Regions from separate parts of the Sus scrofa genome. Here region 1 is linked to region 2. Evidence: chromatin contacts called from public Hi-C data. All regions are on one chromosome and are shown on one strand. The core of a region is the stretch at or near the end of the contact, and the rest is flanking DNA. Distances in the headings are between cores, read along the strand shown.

Evidence for each region. Hi-C and Micro-C count contacts between places; a contact is called where the count stands out from the background.
Region 1: a contact with region 2 is called in a Hi-C map of skeletal muscle, with 5 times the contacts expected there. The contact joins the promoter of ZNF599 here to the promoter of ZNF181 in region 2. A contact is called at or near these places in 4 of 47 Hi-C or Micro-C datasets (fetal heart ventricle, heart right ventricle, retroperitoneal adipose tissue and 1 more) and 2 of 2 datasets of contacts at active chromatin or transcription factors (alveolar macrophages and skeletal muscle).

Annotation. Positions count from the first base shown.
Region 1 is chr6:44,387,462-44,391,209 of Sscrofa11.1, reverse strand. ZNF599 (zinc finger protein 599) reads left to right here and starts at 2,428. Exons shown (of 4, transcript XM_021097155.1): 1 at 2,428-2,510.
Region 2 is chr6:44,343,051-44,346,754 of Sscrofa11.1, reverse strand. ZNF181 (zinc finger protein 181) reads right to left here and starts at 1,252. Exons shown (of 5, transcript NM_001244818.1): 1 at 1,033-1,252; 2 at 348-419. The coding sequence starts at 356.

The sequences.
Region 1 (3,748 bases), core at 1,179-3,678, 43 kb before region 2:
TGCTGAGCTTGTCTACCCTGGTTTGTCAATTCCTTTCTGACAAAAACCACAATAGTCTCTGGCCCTGCTTCCTCCTCACACCTCCTGCCTCCTGACCAACCCTGTTTCCTCCCCACGTGGCCCTGCATGGCTTGCCACGCTCCTTCTTAGGAATTGTAAGTAATAAACTCTTCTTTCATAGAGAGTTTTCTCCATGTCTGTCATCTTACCTTACCTATTTAAATAAATCCCGGGTATACCTTAAAATACCCTGCATACCAAGGGTATCTATCTATCCTAGGCCTGTCTGTCGTCACTGTGGGTTAACACAGTGATCAATAGGTAAGAGCTGAGAGAGCACAAGTGGCACCAGTATCTGTATTGCCTCTGACTTGGGTAGTTGGGGAAGAGGTTGAGCTTGGGATGGACATATGGGAGGATGGACTGGACCCTGATGATCATGGAATCAGCTGCCCTCACACTGTGTGACCTTTGAGGCTATCACTGTTTAATTTTCCCTGGGGAACTGAGGACTGTTTGATGAGGCCGAGAGAATCCTGAACTGTGAAATGATACTGGACAACACTGTACTTAGAGCTTCACTGGGCGGGAGGCTTCTCATGGACCCTGGGGACCTGAGCTGATTCCTGCCTATCCCCTTCTCCCCAGAGGTAGCTGTTATTCCCACAGCTGGAGCAGAGTCCATCCCCACTTTCCCAGCATATGGGTTCTAGGGCTGAGCTGTATACACTACTCCAAGTAATGCACTCCTCTACCAGCCCTGACAACTGCCACCCTGAAGCCCTGCATATAGGGGACCAAGAGTCCTTAGTCTTGAAGTCAGCCCAATGGATCCCATCTGGCTTGGCCACTCCCTCCTCGGATGGGGGCGTCTACCATCACTAAACAGGAGTTGAAGCACCGCATGACATCAAGACTAGGTTCAGAGTTCCTTTTGCTGCTCAGCGGGTTAAGAACCTGACAATTGGTTTTCAAATATCAAGCAAACCTTATATTTCTGAAATAAACCCATCTTTGTCATGATGCATGATCCTTTTATATATTCCTGTATTTGATTTGCTAAAATATTATTGGAATTCCTGCATGTATATTCATAAGGAATGTTGGACTGAATTTTTCTTGTAATGCTTTAGTCTGGTTGAGATATCAACATAAAGCTAAGTCCACAGAATATATTGGGTAAATACTACCTACTCTTCCACCTTTTGGAAAAGTTTGTGTAGAATTGCTATTACTTCTTCCTTAAGTGTTTGGTAGAACTCACAGTGAAACCATTTAAGCCTGCAATTTGCTTTGTGAGAATGTTTCTAAATAGAAATTTAATTTCTAAAATACAGGACTAAATATATTATCTACTTTTTTTCTTAACTGAGCTTTCATTGTTTGCATCTTTAAGGAAATTGTTTCATTTCACTTTAGTTTTTCAATTAGTGCCATAACAAAGCTCATGATATTCCCTTATTAACTTTAATATCCATAAAATCTGTGGTTGCGTCTAGTCCTGATTCTTGATTTCATAATTTGTGTATTCTCTCTTGATAAAATTTGTCTAGAGGTTTATCAATTTTATTGATTTTGTTGTTTTGTTTTAGGGCTATACCTGCAGCATCTGTAAGTTCCCAGGGCAGGGCTCGAATCAGAGCTGTAGCTGCCGACCTACCCCACAGCCATAGCAACGGGGGGATCCGAGACACGTCCATGACCACACTACAGCTCACAAGCAGTACCGGATCTTTAACCCAGTGAGACAAGGGATCAACCTGCATCCTCATGGATACTACTCGGGCTCCTTACCGCTGAGCCACCGCAAGAACTTCTCAATTTTATTGATCTTAAGGCTTTTGGTTTTAATGATTTTTTCTAGGTTCCCCCACACACACACTGGTTTCCATTTTGATCTTTATTAAATCCTTTTCCTGATTTCTCTGTTTGTCTTCTTTTTCTGATTTTTTAATATGGAAACAGAGATCCACGATTTGAGACCTTCCCTTTTTTAATATCTGTTTAATGTTATACATTTCCCTTTAAATTCTATTTTAGTTGCCTCCCACAAATTTTGATATATTGTGTTTTCATTTCCATTCAGTTCAAAACACTTTCAGAGAACAACTTTCTTTAAAATTGATAAAGGCTCATTTACCATTTTTTTCCCTTTTGAGCTTAGGGGGTTTTTTTGCGGGGCGGAGGGAGTGGACAAAGCATGGATCACGTCTTAGGGACCCTTAAGTAAAGAGCATTGTCCGAAGGGCCACGGAAATCTGTGCGCCTTCCTTTTAAGAGGTAGCGAAGCCACGTCCACTCTTTAGAACCTTTGGGCTCCATTTCTCAGAATTCAGGAAGTGAGCGCCTCCGCTCACCAGGATGCAATCTGAAACTACATTACCCAGAAGCGCCTCCAAGGTCGGCTGCGGGCGCTGAGCCAATGACGGCAAACGGAGGGGGGCGTTGCCTGCGGCAGCTTGGGCTGAACTTCTAGTCTCCGGCCTCAGGGCGTCTTTTGGAAGTGGCAGGTCTGTTGTTACCGGCGTTTCTGGCTGAAGCACAGGGCAGTGGCCGCTTCTCAGAAAAAGGTCTCCGAGACTGAGCAAAGGACAGTGAGGAGAGTAAGACCCACCACCACGCTTTTGTATGAGCCGTGACTCCGCCTGGAACGGGGTTGTCCGCCGTGCGCACTCCGAGCCTCGCCCCACCCCTCGGTCTCTGCAGCTCTGGGAGGCGGCCCCCTGGGGCTTGCGCGCATTCTACATCGCGGAGACTCGGGTGCCGGTCCCCCCCCCCCCCCCGCCGCGACCAGGGCTGGTCTGAGAGGTCGTGGACCGGCTTTTGTCGCTGCCTCTCGCCGTTCCGCTTTGCCCACTGGGCCCCATGGCGGCGCCAGCGCTGGTGAGTGGAAGGTCTCGCAGGCTCACGTGCGCAGGGGTCGCCTATGTACAATTCCACTCTCCATGATATAGAGAATCCCGGGATTCTTCGCTTTTCCCTCTTCATATTCTTGAATCTAGAGGTCCTGTGAGAACGGGGTGTGGACACGGCTGTGCAAATCACGTCCAACCCAGCGTTCTGAATCCAGGCCAGGGATAAGGGGGGCATCCATTTCTGGCTCTAACCTTGAGCTTGTCGATTCACTGCCTTTGGCTTCTCTTCCCTCGGGGCCAAAATCGGAATATTAACAATTTTTTTCTCTCGGTTGAGGGAACTGCAGAGGACACATATGTGCCCTTCAGTGTTGAGCATGACCCAGAGAGCCTTATTCTGTATGTGGTTTCCAGACAGGGACTCTCCTAGTCCTGCTATTATGTTAGGCTCACCCCAGGCAGAGTCTGACCCTCAGGCCTCAACCCAGCTCAAAGCTGGGAGAAAGGATGAGAGAGCCTCTAGCAGAGGTGAGGCGGGAGCAGCGTTTTTTAAATTGCTGCTCTTTTAATAAGAATAGAAGTTCCCTGGAGAGGCCTGAAGACAGGGCAGTCACTGGATTTCTCTTTGCCACTGCCATTTGGGCAGCACAGGTAAAGTTGACTTGCCACAGCAGTGAATCCATTATCCTAACACATTTACTTATCTTTGAAAAGTGAATTTGTTACAGTCCACTGCAATATTTATTGATGACTGCACGGGAATGTGTGTCTTGTGGGATGTAAACACATGGAGAGGCCCAAAGCTGCTCTTCAGCATGGCACCCTGTTTGCTTTCATCATAGCTCTGATCACCTTCAGGACTTCTCTTATTTATCCACATTTCCTCACCTGCC
Region 2 (3,704 bases), core at 3-2,502:
GACTTGAACAGCTGAAAGGACTGATATATACCATTAACTGAGACCACAGGATACAGTTTCGACCACCGTAAAGCAAATAATCTAACCTTTCAAACTTGAATTTTAAATTGTTTAAAAAAAAAAGTTTTGCCCAAGACTCTTCAGAGAGAAAACTGGTAGAAAAGAGGGGCACTGAGAGAAGACAGTACTTTGTAGTTCTGTGGATTCCATCCTTCCCTATAATGAAAGGAATCATAGATCCAGTCCCGAAATGGACTTTGTGAGATGGGATCTGGTAGGAGACACAGAGCACTCAAGAGTCCTGATAACAAGATGTTTCAGGAACATTTGAGGACACATCAACTTACCTGAAACATGACTGCAAATTCCAAGTCAACACAGTCCTCTTTCCAGGCTCTCTTCTTACAGCAGGTCAGTGCCTGAGAAGGCAGATCAAGAACAGGAAAAAGCAGTCATGAAGTATTACGCTTATCTTGCAGTTCTGGACATGCTTCCATGGAAAAATCACACTGGGAACCACTTTCCAGGGCTCCAACCTTTCCCTGAATTAACAGGGTGTTCTTTGGTACACGTTCTATCTGCGTGTAAATCAACTATTATACACAAAAGTGAAGGACGCATAAAACAACAGTAATAATAACATTAAATAAGAGCTCGTTCGATTTTCACTACTATGCAGGGTGGGCACTGACATTATTCCAGATTTCTTGTTTTAAATGATGAGAAAACAAACTCGGCCATATAGAAACAATTTGTTCAAGGTTTACACGTTGGATTAAAAAAAAACTGTAGATGGCGATTTCTTTCACTTTCCCATTTCCTTCTCACAACAGCTCCAAGAGGTAAGCGCCTTCCCTCCTCCCCTTTCACAAGGCAGGACACAGAGGCCCAGAGAAGCTGGGGAGGGGGGGTCTGCCTGGGCTCACACCGCGAGGCAGACTCGGAGACCAGTATGGTCGTGGCAGCCGTGCCCAAAGCCGGGGAGGCGTGAGGCCGAGGCCCGCGGGCCGCCCTTCCCGGATCCACACTTGCCTGACTGCTCGGCTGACCTCACTGGCCCGGAAGCGGGATGCGACCGTCCTGAGCCGGCACCTCCGCGTACCTGACTCTCCCGGTCGCTGCGAGCGGACAATGGCGGACCGCCTCGCTGGACCGGCACAGCCCAGAGTCCTCCCTGATTCCAGGACGGAGAACTCCGCTGCAGGGCAGACCAAGGGCAAAGCCCACAGCCGGGATGCACTTGTCAGACTCCTCCGCGTCAGGGACAAAAGTTGCCTTTGCCTCATATGGTCGCCTACGGAAAAACCACACTTCCCAGAAGGCTCCGCGGCCGCGCGATCTCGACGCACCGCGAGATCCCCGGCCTGGGCTTTGTGGAAAATACCCGGCCCTCCTGAAAGGGGGCTTGCGGGGCGGTCCGCGAGAAACATCCGCGAAGTACCGAGAGGGCAACAGTCTTCTCTGGCGAAGTCCGCTTCCCAGAACCAACGGCAGCCGTCTGCTTGCGTTGTGAGGACAGTGGCGCCTGGACCGCGAAACTACGCTTCCCAGAAAATTATGGGGCCGTTAAACGTCTTTTGGGTCTTTTGTCTGCTCGCACCGGGCAAAGGGAGACTTGTTCGTGCAGGACAAGAACTGGCCTCTACCAGCGGAAAGGCTCCTCTCTTCCAAAGTCCTGCTGCCACACTGTCCTGCTCGTATAGGCCTTGAATATTTGGCTCCCACTTGCCGAGGACTGTATTTCCCAAAATACCCTGTGCCCGGGCTGACAGTAATTGTCCGCGGACCAACCATACTTCTGGGAAGTTCCTGCTGCAGGCCGTCTCCAGGACACTGATTGCTGTCTGATGTGTGTTCCATGTCCTCGAAGGACTCAAGAATATCGGACTTGAGTGAGGGCTTTGAGAACAAAGACCCTCAATTCTGGGAAGAACCACACCTATGACCCTCCGCAGTCCCCGGAGCGCTTAGTCTCTGAGTTTGCCCAGCCCACCCACTCGGGCGCTGGGCAAAGGTGTGTCAAAGACCAGAGCAGTCTACTGTTGGTGTAAATTTGTGTTGTTGCCTTCACTTTCATTTTTTTAAAATTACAATTGTACTTATTTTTAAAAATTATAAGTAGTATCATTATGAAATATGTCAAGTGCTTATATGCAATAAGATTTCACCAGGCAGGAGTTTCTGTCATGGCTCAGCAGAAAGGAATCTGACTAGTACCCATGAGGACGCAGGTTGGATCCCTGGCCTCTCCCACTGGGTTAAGGATCCAGCTTTACCGTGAGCTGTAGGTCACAAACGTGGCTGGGATCCTACTTTGCCCTGACTGTGGTGTAGCCCAGCAGCTACAGGTCAGATTTGACCCCTAGCCTGGGAATCTCCATATGCAGCGAGTGCAGCCCTAAAAAGACCCAAAAAAAAAAAAAGATTCACCAGGCAATGTTTTCACCTTGGTATATTGTCACTGTGTTACTTAGTCCCTATAGCAGCAGTAGTTTTTCAAAGCATTGTGGCATCAGCCGGATTCTTCATAAGTCTTGGACCTGTAAACGAGGAAAGATTTGCCAATACAAATATATTCCCACTTATGTCTTTATTAGACAATGACTTTTTTTCAAAGTTGTACCAATTTTGCACTCCTACCATAGTTAATAGTTATTTGATTTGACAACTATTAGTGCCAGTATTTGATTTTTGTGAAACTTTCAAATTTTGCCAATCTGCTAGGTGTCACATTGTGACTCATTGTGGCTTAAGTGTGCATTTCTTTTATTGTTAATAAGATTGAGAATCTTTTCATGTGTCTGTTGGCTTTAGTATTTCCTTCTATGAGAATTGTACATCTCTTGGTCAATGTTCTTTTAGAAGAATGACCTTTTTAATACTAAAATACAAGTTACACACACACACAAATGCAAGATTTTAAAGGGAGACACAAAAACTAGGACATTAGAATTTTTCGCCTTAGAATTCCAGGCATTGAACTGGATTCAGTAACCAAATACATTTTCTACAATTTTGCATGTTTCTGGGTGTCAAATTTTTTTTATTTTTCTCCTGCTTGGGATTTGTTAAGCAGTTTTGAAATCTATGAAGTGGCATCTTCCTGTGCTCAACAATTTTTCTTCTCCATATATTTACCTATGTTCATTCTTTCTCCTCTTGTGAACTCCAATTAGTTGTAAGGTAGGTCTTTCCACTCTGTCCTGTGTAATTTCCATCTTTCAGCCTGTGTATTTGCTATGTGGTTGATTTGTTCTTATCTAACATTCAAAATTATCTTCCCAGGGGATTTTTTTTTTAATTTTCCATTTTTCAAAGATTTTTGTAGTATGGTAGGCACAGTTGATTCATAATATGCATCTGCTAATACCAATAACTGAAGATCTTATGAATCTTTATAAATTTTTATTCTTTACTCAGTTTTCTTTCCTTTTTTCGTTGATTATCTTCATGTGCCATTCTGTCTTTGAAAAGAGATTTCACTGGGCTCCCCAATATCCTTGAATGAAAGTGCCTTTGCTTTCTAGAGATTATGTAATTTTATTTTCAGACAAGATCTGAAAGCACTTTAGTGTAAATTTAAGACATAAAGTCCCTGCTCAGTCCTTCCACAAAATCTTACATTGGAATCTTCATTGTTGCTGCTTTTCTTCTTGTAAGAATTTGAAGGCTTCCCATTATGAGTCCTCATATTTGGGACAGAA